2 separate regions of the Mus musculus genome follow, and region 2 is linked to region 1. The links are chromatin contacts, called in public HiCAR-type maps. All regions are on one chromosome and are shown on one strand. The core of a region is the stretch at or near the end of the contact, and the rest is flanking DNA. Distances in the headings are between cores, read along the strand shown. Region 1 overlaps 1700112M02Rik (a long non-coding RNA gene). Region 2 overlaps Irx1 (Iroquois homeobox 1).

The links. HiCAR-type assays count read pairs that join an accessible place to other places.
Region 2: a contact with region 1 is called in a HiCAR-type map of kidney, with 5 times the contacts expected there. The contact joins two enhancer-like sites. A contact is called at or near these places in 2 of 115 datasets of contacts at active chromatin or transcription factors (embryonic limb bud and kidney) and 2 of 9 other capture datasets (adipose tissue and liver).

The regions. Positions count from the first base shown.
Region 1 is chr13:71,547,775-71,553,995 of GRCm38.p6, reverse strand. All of the region lies in intron 1 of 1700112M02Rik (a long non-coding RNA gene), which reads right to left. Among named protein-coding and RNA genes, the nearest start is that of 1700112M02Rik, 63 kb to the right of the region's middle. Within about 2 kb of position 3,690, at least 2 of the 459 cell types and tissues checked have an H3K27ac peak or open chromatin away from gene starts, as enhancers often do. A contact at or near this core is called in kidney, where this site is marked.
Region 2 is chr13:71,952,698-71,958,918 of GRCm38.p6, reverse strand. It overlaps Irx1 (Iroquois homeobox 1), which reads left to right. Exons shown (of 4, transcript NM_010573.2): 3 at 1-18; 4 at 246-687. The coding sequence ends at 303. Among named protein-coding and RNA genes, the nearest start is that of Irx1, 7.9 kb to the left of the region's middle. Within about 2 kb of position 2,273, at least 12 of the 459 cell types and tissues checked have an H3K27ac peak or open chromatin away from gene starts, as enhancers often do. A contact at or near this core is called in kidney, where this site is marked.

The DNA.
Region 1 (6,221 bases), core at 2,441-4,940:
TGAGGAGGCACCAGGTCAGCTCTGGCTAAGGATTGACTTCTTGCTCAGCAGTAGCATGGTTCAACACTTCAGTCTCATTCACTCCACTTTAAGCTGAATTATTTTCTATTTTAGAAACTATAAACTGTAATGCTACTTGACCTGTTTTTAAATTTCGAAACAAAATTAAGAGATTTCCCATGGTACCGAGACTTTTGAAGTTTGAAAATCATCTTTTGTTGTTGTTGTTGTTGTTGTTGGTTGTTGTTGTTGTTGTTGTACTAAATCAGTTTGAACTGCAGTAAAGTATTGAGTGCCTTATCCATTGAGCACAGTAACAAACTCCTCAAAAGGGTCAGCTCACAGAAATACATTGTCTGGTGTTTTTTTTTTTAATATGTAATTTTAAAGGGGGAAGTCATAATGGTTGCCTGATCTTGAACATGGTCTCACTGAGGCAGAGTTCTCATTTCTTCCGTCACACTGAAGAAGAGGGCTCTTGTAATTTCTAAGGTTACTTTCTGTCCATCAGGCCAGGAAACAACTGCCAAGTTTCCAATATTTTTCCTTTCCACTGGGTTTCTGGAATGTTTGTCTATATTCACATGCAATTTATGTTCTGTATTCCAGGCACCACATCATAAACAGATTTGTTTGTTACTCTTTACTGATCAGGAAGCTGGGGAAGCTCAGCAGTGAAGGTTCCTACACAGAAGTCTAGCAAGATTGTTGCTGAGGCAGGAAGACTTCCTGATTCTATGACTACAGTAGAAGACTCTACTGGAAAAGGAATCAAATCAAATAAATTAAAAAAATTAAACTGAAGGAAAGTTCTCTTTGACAATGTTACTATTTCATGTATTACCATTAATACACGACTAATCATTGTATCCTGGTACAGAGTGTAGCTCCTAAAATACAAAGGAATTAGTAATTCAGTTAAAAAGGTAAACCTTTTATAGACAATGATGTGTTAGTATTGACACAAACCCATGGACCTAATACTTCTGCAGTGGCAGAAGTCAGGCAAGGAGGATGTGGGGTAGTATCTCTCCTGAGAGCACAGTGTATACTGCCAAGCAGAACAAGGTCTGGGGTTGGCTAGTCTAGTGAAGCTCTGAGCAGATGGGTGGGATTGCTGACCTCAGCATGTGTGGAGGCTACAGGCAGGACCATAAGCGAAGGTGTAGAGGATCTCAGGCTCAGAAGAAATCAGCTGGAAGAATATGGAAGTCAGAGGTGAAACACACAGAGGGAAGGTTAAAAAGTACTTGACCCATCTGCATCATCATAGGTGAAGAGAATACAGGGCATATACGAATTAAGGAATCAGCTGCTCAGGAGAGAAATTCCAGGGCACCTGCTGCATTAAGTGGTCACCTGGGGAAGATGGACAGTGGGCATGCTTCTTAGGCAACCGATGTACCTTGAATACCATCTGCTGTCACTTGAGTCTCTGCTTTAGTGCCCCCTTTTCACTATGACATAAGCCAATCAAAATGTCTCTTCCAAGAGTATAATATACACAGTTGATTTGTCTAGACTTAGCCAGCATCATCTGGATGCGAACTACCAATCGCATCTGCACAATGCTGTAGGAGCCCAGTCCTATGAAGGTTTTTTGTTGACCTCCTCATAATAATTTACATTTGTATGGCCCTGTGTTCAGAGTGGGATTTCCCTGAACCTTCATGTTCTCTAAGCTGTACATTAGGAGACAAACAGCCATTTTGTCACATGGACAGAAGGACTGCATGGTGTGGTACAGGGAAAATGGTTGGCAATTATCCGACTGGTGTTACTTCAGGAATGAAGGCAGCGAGTCTGCATGCATGACTGTTTTCCCTGTCTCCATCATCATATATATCATGTATGTAGAGAGCATGCAGGATATAGGTGTTCATACCCTAGCTTCACAGGATGAAAGCAGGCAGTGGGGCTCATACCCTACCTAGAATTTTTGAATGGAAGCAGGCGGTATGGCAGAACCTGGAAAAAGCAGGAAAGAACCTGGAGATGCTGGACTCTGAAGCTTCTTAGCCTCCCTGAGAAGTGAGTGAAGCCACAAAGGTGCCAGTCCCTTGATCTGCATGACAGTCCTAGATGTGACAAGCTGAAAATCACTCACGTGTTTCAGAAGAAGTAAGAAAGTCAGCCACCCAGATGGGTACAATACAACATAGATTCAGGAGAGACTTCAGCTGGAGTGTTACCAGTTGGCAACTCCTTGATCTAGAGATGGAGCTTAGGGTGAGTTCAAAAGGAATGAATCAGTATGGTTTTGAGCATTTCTATCTAGGAGCTTGGTGTGTTATACCAGAAACGGAATGGAGGAAGACAAGGAATACAGGAATATGAATTCAGTGAAGCCATGGCAGGGCCCCCAGGATGATGGCAAGTATTTGAGGTGGGATTCAGCTGAGAATACAAGCACAGATTTATGTATTGGTACGTAAGAATGAGTAGGTGTTATCACACTATAGAAAGATGCAACTAAGTGGAAAAATTCAACTAAAATGCCAAACAAAAGTCCCTCCCCCAGACTAATCCATGAAGCATCTACAGTGGCCTAAACCAAACAGCTAGGAAACAAGCCAGATGTGAAGACTTAAAGACAGCCATGTCTCAGAGGTGAGCAGTGTGTTTGGACTGGAGGATCAGCTGCAGCCTGAGTATTGACACAGGGACACTTGGAAGTCCTCCTGTACAGCTGATCAGGCCAGAAGCAGATACCTGAACCCCAAAATCCCAACACTGGTCATACTGCCAGTCAGCTTCCTGCCAGCCAAATGTGAACTCACAGGAAGTCCTTGGGCAGCTGCTACTTGAGGGTACCATTATACCATCTGGGTATAATCCCAAGATCTCAAGGTACCAGCTTTGGAAATTGGACCTGTGAGCAGAGGCTGGTATTGCACACACTGGGAGAGGCAGACAAAGAGAAAGGTGGAGAGCAGATTCCATGTTGAACTGCAAAATGCGTGTGGACTGTCTCCTTCCAGAGAAAGGAAGCCAGGAGCACCATGGGTGAATAGCAGACAAGATCTGGGGTTTTTATAGACTCTCAACACTAGTGGAAACAATGATGTCCACTTGTCATCAGCGTCTCATCACACACATCATTACCAATACGATCACCACCACCATCACCATCCTCAATGTCCTTGGAATCACAAGACTGGAGTGGCACACAGTACCTGTAACTGTCTTAGAACATGGGAAATAGTATGTGGCATTTAAATTCAGAAAGAAAACACCAATCCAATAGAGGTGGGACTGTAGTGTGGTTTTGTACAAGAAATCCCCAAGAATTAAAGTATCTAGAAATGACTCCCCAAAATGTCTTAACTGGCCCCAGTTTTTAATTCTACTTAGGCTAGAATGTACCTTGGTTGTGATGAGGATTTTGTTACTCATCACCACAAATGAGTGAGTCTTTAAACAGAAATCTTTTGCTATGTTTTCTTACATGAATTGCCTATTTGACAAGGCTGTTAATTAACTAGGAAAATGTCATTAATATGCATAACTAAGCACCTCCAAGGAGTTAACAGAAAACAGAACAGAGACTAAGGAGGGGCAGGAGCAGAAAATGAGAATCCCAGGATGCCACAGGATGATGTATGCTGGCAGTGATGGGAAGAGAAACAGCACTGAGGATCTGCAATGTCACATGACTGAGGCAGTCAGGTGTCAGGACAAAGGGACTGGGAGGAATTGGGCAGAAGGCCTGACCTCCAGGTCTATGGCCCATTGGGCAGAACTGCCAGTGAGAGACTTGGCCTCGGCTGTCAGTTGTTTGTATTTAGTTTCTGATTAAAAGTCCTTGGCCAGGTTGACCTTGGATAATGTCTTCCTTAGCCCCTGTGACACTGTCCCTGGGACCATTAATTACAAGAACCACAAAACACAAGTTTCCTGGTGCCAACATCTTTCTGTCCTAACTGTTTAAGACAAATTATTTAAAGGGAGAATTTTTTAACTTGTTTTATTACCTAAAGACATTCTTGTCCAAAAAAATAAAATTGAAAAACAAAACAAAAAACAAAACAGCTGAATAATCAATGTTAATTTAAAATTCCTTTCATTCATATAATGAGTCTGAAAAAAAAAACTTTACTATCCCGTAGTTCCAGCCAGTCCTGTTTAACAAGAACACTCTCATTACCTGGATTTTATTGTAGAGAAATTAGAAAAAGGAGGAGATTGTAGACGCTTATGAAAATTCATTTTTAACAATGCCAAGTTGTGTTTATGATGGAGACGTCAGAACCTGTAATTAACTTGTATAATCAGAGGCCCAGGTATAACTTCCATAGCTCACTACTGCTGATACTGACTTTAAACACTGCAAACACCCTAGGGAATGATTTTCACCTCTTTGAAAGACTTTTGAGACATTAGCTCACCGCAGCATTCAACCACCTGCCAGGAGCGTTTATGAGTGTCTCTAACCACTCGAAGTAATCCTCAGCCTCACTGTGGCTTTTGAATAAAATTCCTGCCATTAAATGATAGGAAATAGTATCGAGTTCTTATAAGAGAAAACTTAAGGTCATGCTATCAAATAACAGACTGGCTGAGCCCAGACAACACACAGAGAACAGGGAAGTATTGCTAGCCGGCCAGTGTGATCGGTTTAAGACAACTTACCATGTTGTACGCTGGGACCAAGTAGCAACCCAGACATGTGTTTGTTAAGAGGCCACATCTTTCACAGGTTAGATGAACTTCCCGTAGGCACCTAGCTGGAATGAAAAGAATCTGGACTCAAAGCTCCTCCATACAACCATACACTGAAGGCAGCCTTTGCTGCCAGACACTCCATTTGCCCTTCCATAAAGCGTTCTGTAGAGGTAAACACGCTGAGGTATGGCTCCAAAGGTAGCTGGTTCAAGCAAAGACCTTGGAGTTCACTGCCTAGAGAGTTGCATTCAGCTTTTCTCCACCTTTCCTTTGTTGAATTTGTTGGTGGAAGTACCCTGCCTTTGCCATTATTCTGAACTACAAACCCTGAAATTAAGCCCTCCCCCGGCAATGCACATATATTGCTGACTGGTTCAAACAAAAGAAAGTCATTAATTCAGCCTTCTTGAATTTGGGAGTTATTTGTGAAGATGGAGAAGGAATGTCTCTTTCATTGATTTCTGAATCCCCATGTTTGGTTTCCAAGTAGGTCTGACATATATCCACACTGAGAGTCCCTCACTAAGCCAGTCTCAGATCAGTCCAGTAGGAATTATGGTCCAGTGACATTTTTTGTTTGTTTGTTTGTTTTGTTTTTATTGTTCTTTGTATCTGCAAATTTGTGATTAATCAGCCATCCTCACTCAGTTCACATGACATGAAGGTTGTTGTTCATGAATTGGGTAGCTCTTTCCGAAATGGTCTTATCCTGAAAGGTCTTTAATAGTGGTCCGTAAGGGTGACCTGATGTTCACCAATTCTGACAATGTGACAGGTTATACAAAGCTATTTGCAATATGCTTCATTTAGATTTCATGCCAATCTACACTTCTTTACAATAAAGTCTGTTGTGTTATATTGTGGACTATATCAAGATAGACAGAGGGCCCTGGAGAGAGGACAGAGTCACTTATTGTAGGTCTTCAAGGTACAAGCTGCATTAGGTTCTTCTGTATCATGTGTGTGCCTTGTCAGTTATTGTCTTAATGTATTGGTGAAAGCAAAGATAGGCAAGAACTAAATCTTAAAGAAGACAGACATCACCAGCCCCTGCTTCCTTATAGGACCCCACCACTGAATTGTGCTCTCGTGCAGAGGGTTATACCTGTCAGCATTCAGCACCCTCAATCTGGGAAAGCTACAAAGGAATACGATTCCTGGGGATTCCTGGTGTTCTCACTTCTCTGTTTCACACGAGACAAGGAGAAGCAAAAAGGCACAGACACGAGGGTCCTGGGTCCATTAAGGGTCCCCAAATGGGACTTTAGTTTTAATAAAGAATGTTTGGAGTATTACTTATACTTATGTCTTGATGGTTCTGCAAAGCTTTAAATCATATTAAGTGACAAAATAAATTACCAGAGGAAGAAGAGAAGAAGAAGTAGGAGGAATTAGTGAAAGACAGAATAGGAAAGGGAGGAGGGAGAAAAGTAGAGAGGAAGAAAGGGAAAGAGGAGAAAAGGGAAGGAAGGAGAAAAGGAGAATGGGGAGAAAGATGGGGAAGAAAGAAGGGAAAGAGCGGGAGCAAAGGAGAGACGAGGGAGCAGAGGAGGGAG
Region 2 (6,221 bases), core at 1,024-3,523, 410 kb before region 1:
CCAGCCGGTGCGCGACAAGTGAGTGCTTTTTAGCTTTTGCCCTGGGGCGGGATGGAAGTAGCGGTGAGGGTCCTAAAGTCCTAATTGGAGAGCACTACCCGCCTAGCTTGCTCCAGTTCTCTGGAGCAGGGAGACTGTTGGGAGGCGGTCTAGCTCTAGCCCGGGCTCTGCCCGAAGAGGCTGGGGCTCGGTGGCGCTGGATCTGTTTACTCATTGCTGGTGTCTTCTTGCTGTTTCTCATACAGCTCGCTGGCCCCGCAGGAGGGAACGCCTCGGATCCTCGCAGCCCTCCCGTCTGCCTGATTAAGGGGGGTCATCTTTTACTTTTGCGGGGGGAGGGGAGGGGGAGGGGTTGGGGGGGAGGAGACGAGGGAAGAATTAAGACAAATATTTGAGACTTGTGTAAAGGACAAACGTGACGGCAGCGTCAGTGATTCTCACACATCGCTCTCTGCAGAAAGGGGCTCATCCTGCCTAAGCGCTTGGGAAGGGGGGAGTAAGGCTCAGCCTGCCGCTCGGATTGATTATCCGATTCGGTAAATGCCCCCCTCCCACTTCTGTGTTTGTGTCTTCTTTGTTTCTTTTTTCCCCTTTCTGTATATAGCGTGATTTCAGATTGTAAATAGCGCGTCAGCGAACTTGTTTAAATCATATATTTTTGTCTAATAAACTAAATGAAACGATGTCCACGCGGCTACAGCTGTTTGTCCCTGTCCTCCTGCGTTTTGGGGGAGGCCATGATGTTTGCGATCTTGAAATCCTGGGCACAGTTCAGGGGCTATGGTTTCGCCAGACTCTTTTGGGAGAAGGGTCTTGGAACAGTGTTTCCACCGAGTGTCAGGCGCACAGTCCGTGATGGTAGTGGTTGAATTTGTTCGTTTTGCTCCTAGGCCAGCTTCTTGTTGGCAGTGTAAATCTTTGCCACGCTTAGACAAGCGTTTATCTGGAGCAGCCTTTTTAAGTACATAAATGCGTTCAATTTTAGACAGTTTACAAAACCGATGTTTTAAAGTGGATCAAAATGGGGGGAAATGAAGAGAATTTTCAATCACACTCCCAAAGGGGAACTTCGGGCTCGAAATCAATTACTCACTAGTTGTGTGAGCGATGCGTTTTAGAGGAGGGTCGTTTTCTAGTCAGAGCGTGGACGTAATGGAGTATGAAATATTGCTCACAGTGTGCTTAGTCAGTTGTTTAAGTGTAAAGAGGAGAAAACGGAAGGTTCTTTAAAAAATATTCTCATATAGATGAGCGACATAGGGTTTGGTTCCGAGTTCCGGGGTTCCCTGGGTTTGCGATTCAAGATTCAGAAGTGGCTTCAGAGAAAAGGTGCGCTACGGGGTGGGGAGTGAGTGGTGATTGTAGTGAAGGGGTTGCCTAGGGCGCATCTTTAAACCCGGGTAGGACGATCTGCGACTGTGCGTACATCAGCTGAAGAAGCCTGAACTAATAGTCCCTCAGTCTTGCCGGAGAAGGCTGAGGAGCACTGTAGCAACAATGAGGGAAGGCGATAGCTCGGTACCGCACCGGCCAGCAAGCAGTTTTGAAAACCACAGTGGAGAGTTAGGAGTCCCACCACTCCTTTGCGGCTTACCAGCCAGTCGCCTGCGCACTTTTCAGCAGAGCGGAAGACTCCGCCAAACCAGAGCCAGGACTTTTAGGACTATGATGGCTACCGGATTGGGATTCATGAGGACTGCGCAAGCAAATAGTAAAACTTCCTAAGACGATGTAAACTGTGGGGAAAACAAGCTAAATGGGGACAAAGTTGGGCAGTCTCTCCCCAGTTTAGGCTCCGCTCTTCCCAGCTGCCAGGAAACTTGCTCTCTCCCCGGGCTGCCCATAAGAGTCATGGTGTTGGTGTGTGGAGTGTGTGTGTGTGTGTGTGTGCGCGCGCGCCCCCCTGCACACCCAGGGGAAGACCATGTGCCTTTGACCACCGCTACTTGCTAGCATCAAGGACCAGCAGGCACCCCGTGCACTGCTGGGGCCACACTGCACTCAGGGCATGCTCCCTCTTCTCAATTCTTCCCACTCTTGTCTCAGGTTGAGTAAGGATTGGATTTCTGAACCTCCAGACTGGAGAGAGAGAGTGAGAGAGAGAGAGAGATTCGCAGATGCTGCCAAGGCAAGAAAGTGTACCACACGTGGGGTCACGAGTCAGTTCGCAAAGCAGCTAAGGAGTTGGGCAGTCCAGCTAGGTAGACTTGGGTCCCATAGACGCCCTCTGCTAAGCTGGTGGGAGCTCCGAGGTCTGAATGGACATGCTCGAAGCGCCCTCTATGGTCCGAAAGCAGAATGGGACCTTGACCCCTGCTGGTGATGTTTCTGGGGCTCCTTGAAACTCTGGGACAGTTAGGCTTTGGGACTCCCTAGGCAAAAGCATGGATTTGTAGTGACAAGGCTTAGTGCTTGTTCCTGGGATCAATCATGTGTGTGAGCATGTGTGCGGTGTGTGTCTGGGGGCCTGCCAGGCCACTGGCATTTGGAGGCAAAAGTGGGCTCTGGACTGTAAGCTGTGCTTTCTCTGTCCTGATGAAGTTTGCTAAGTCAAAAGTACCCTTTTACAACACCCTTGTTGAAGTTGTGTGGAGCCTCCTGTCTCTGGACCCTCAACCCAGAGGCTCTGGAGTGGGTTCCCTGATGAAACAGCATCTCTGAAGAAACCTAACCAACCATGCCTTGTATCTGAAATGAGGAATGGGATAGCCAGGCATGCTGGCACGCTACTCAGACCTTCAAAATGTCTGCTGGGAGATTTGTTCTGGGTGACTGTGGGAAGCTGCAGCTGAACTCTGGTGGACTCCTTCAGCTCAGGCAGGTAAGGTCTTCTTTTCACATCTCTGAATCTAGTCATTGCCCAAGTACCTCCCTTCTGTCTCCTTTTGTCCCTTGCAAAATACATTTGAGGTGCTCTGCCAGCATGTGCAGCCATTGAACTAGCTTGTGCCTCACTGACAGAATCCCAGTAATATAGGAGTCTAGTAGTCTAGAAGGTAGAACTGGGCAGCCGGAGGAGTCCTTCTCCTGAGAATCAGCCATGACAGTACACAGGTCAGATCTCTGTCAGAACTGCTTTTCTTCAGTGAAAAGTTAAAAAAAAAATTTTTTTTAATCAAGCCCCAAAGCATTGTTTTGCATTGTTTGTTCACATCTTCCTCTACAGCTGCTACACGTGTACAAATATATTGTTGTGCCCTGATGGGCCCTGGGTGCTGGGAACTTAACCTTTTGAAAACAAAACAAAACAAAACATGGTCTCAGAGAACTTAGAGATACCGACATCTACCATGAGAGCCACAAATGTTCCTTGGGAAGTTTTTGCCTGTGCAGGGCACTTCTAGCAACACCTTGTCCCAGGTGTCATCCCCAGTGTGGGGACAACTCTGAGATCGGAAGGGGGGAGCTGGGTGTGGGGATGGGACTCCACATAGAACTGGTGGCCTCTGCATAGAATACCCTTCCTCCCTTTGAGAAGGACATTCAGTATCCTGCCCAGACTGTCTCTCTCTGAGCTTCTTTGGAAGTTTACAAAGGACATGGAAGGGTGAGAAACGACTCTAGTCTAGGGCCCCATGCTTCAGTGCCCAGCACATCTCCTGTGGGGTGAGCATCACATCGCTCCCCTTGGCTGACCTGATGGAACTTACCCAGTCACCCTGCTTCCCCATCCAGCCCCCTTTTCTTGATCCATTATATAAAAGCACATTTATCTCCCTGCAATATGGAGAATTCATATTCATATCTCCATTATAGTGGTGTGAAACTGATTAATGTAATACGGGTCTTGGCTCAGAAGGGCGCCACCGATGAATCACGCCCTGCTGAGCTCCAGTTGTCCTTTGGTTCAGACTTAGGCAGAGAATGAGGAAGGAGAGAGAAAAAGAGGGAGGACAGGGCCAGACACAGCACCTGGGGGGTGTCTTGGATCTGGCTTCTAGTCCATCTCACAAACCCTCCAAACCTCACCTGAGGGGGAGCTCTGTGAACCCTGATCAGTCTTTCCCCTCTCCTGAAGGAGCAGAGACCCCAGGGGTGCTTCCATCTTATAGAGGGTGTTTTCCCACCAGAAAGGGGTGAGCCTTCCAAGGCGGATGTGGGGGAGGGGGGGGGGGCTTGTGGATACTGGCTTGGGAGTTTAGAGGAGTATAGAACAGGAAATGTGTTCCCAAACTGACTGGTCATTTGACAATACTTACTGCAAATGGAAATTCTGAAAATAGGGAAAGGACGCAGAGCCCAGAGAGGGTCACTTGTTGAGTGAGGCATTGAGAGGGAGCAGGGTTTGGAGTACATCAGCCAGAGGGATTTGCACGGCCAGACCAATTTCTAGGCCTCTCTGTCCTCATTATGGGATGGAGCACTGTAGGAGGAGTCATCCAGGCTCTCGGGTCCCCTGAGATAGAGAGGGAGGCTTTAGGGTACAGGATTCTGTGTGTTGGGTAGTGAGGGAGAACATAGATGCGGCTCTCAGAGACAAAGCTGTGAGGAGGACATGTGGATTGGATTGATGGTAGTGTTGGCATCTAGGGTAGGAGTCAGGAGACAGAAGAGCTGAAGTCAGGCCATGCCCTGAGAATGGTGTCGGCGCTTGTCCGGTTTGAAGGATTCCTTCATTGCCTGTAGGTGGTTTAGGGGGTGAGAAGCCCAGAATGAGAGAGTCTCAGCTCAAAGGCTGCTTGCAGCTGCAGGCCAAGGAGCTGTCCTGGGTTGAAGTCCCTCTTCCTCGTGGGTATTCAGTTGCATGGCCACCATGCAGACCCTGCAGGGATCCCAGGAGCAGTTTACTGCCACCAGGCACTGCAATCTCCAGTGTGCCCCCATGGAGCAAGCCTGCTCTAATTATGGCTCCAGAGCTGGAGCTATAAGACCTCTAAAGGTCACCACATGGGGGCTGCTGGAGGCCTTTGTATCTTGGGAAAGTGTCTAGAGACGCCGTAAACCAAGTTATGCTGGGTTATTCCAGCCAGCCGGGCTAGGGCCCCACACTCTGGAGGCCTGCTGGAAACTGTTTCAAATGGACAATTTCTGTACCTGTGGTCTTTATACCAAAGCAGTGGTAAATTGTGTACTTTTAACGGTTGTTTTCGTTGGAGAGAAGAGCTCTGAGAGTCACCCTGCCACCATGGTGGAGGGCTCTTGTGTACTCTAAAATCCTAAGGTTGCCTGAAGTGGGGCAGCAGAGAGGAGAGTCTGGAAGATGAGCCAAATTAGCTGGCCCATGCATGGATTTTCTGAATCTGGTCCTGCCACAAGGGACCCAAAGGGTAGGACCCTCCCCTCACAGGGCTCTGGAGTATTGGTATGAGGCTTGGTGTGGGAAGCCACTCTGCTGGCTGCTGTTGTCAGCCTGTGAAGAAAGAGCATTCACTGTCCTCTAGGCAGGGAGATGTCCTTGGCTAGGGTCGGTTAAGTCACTGCTGGTTTTCTGAAAACTTCCAGGCTATTTCTGATTTCTTTATCCGTTCTTCAGCTTCTTGGCTGTATTGGTTGGACAAGGGGAGGCTAAGGTTGGGCTGCACAGAGGACGGAGACGAGATAAAGTACTGAACTCATGACCTAAGGCCACCTTTCTTTCCCCACGCTGACCAGGCAGCTTCTGGACCCACAACCACAGAGACCAGCCCTGGATTGTGTACTGCAGCTTAAACCTCCCAGAGGGCTTTTATTTTGAATTCTAACTCCAAAATCATCTTTAATTTCTTTCCTTTCGTGCTCTCCTGGAATAGGGAAGAAAGCAGCCTGACTTCTTCTCTAGTTATTTTTCAGTTGGGAGAGATAGCTCTTTGTTGCTGTAGAAGGTCAGAAGATGGGAGAGGGTCTGTCTGCCGGAGTGCAGGAGCCTGGACTGACTTGGAGTCTGTCCTGCATCTCCCACAACCCCCCCCCGCACCCCGTCGTTGGTTTGTTTGTTTGTGGTTGTGCTTGCTACTGATGTTTAAGTGTGTGCTTAATTGCTGGTTCCTTGGAAAGCCTCAACAATGTCAGGAAAAGCTCAAAATGGGCTGTGAGATGGTGGGCAAGGGCGGTGAGAGAGGTGTGGGCTGCCCTGAATGTTAAAAAGATCTCACAATGAAGTGATTAACATTTTTATGAATAAAATTAATCACGCATTAGCTCAGCAGTGCGTACATCTGAAAGCCAAGTGTGCTTCTACAGCCCCTTGCTTGCACCCATGAACTTCGGGGGGCCTCCTGGTCCCACTGAAAGCACACAGCCTT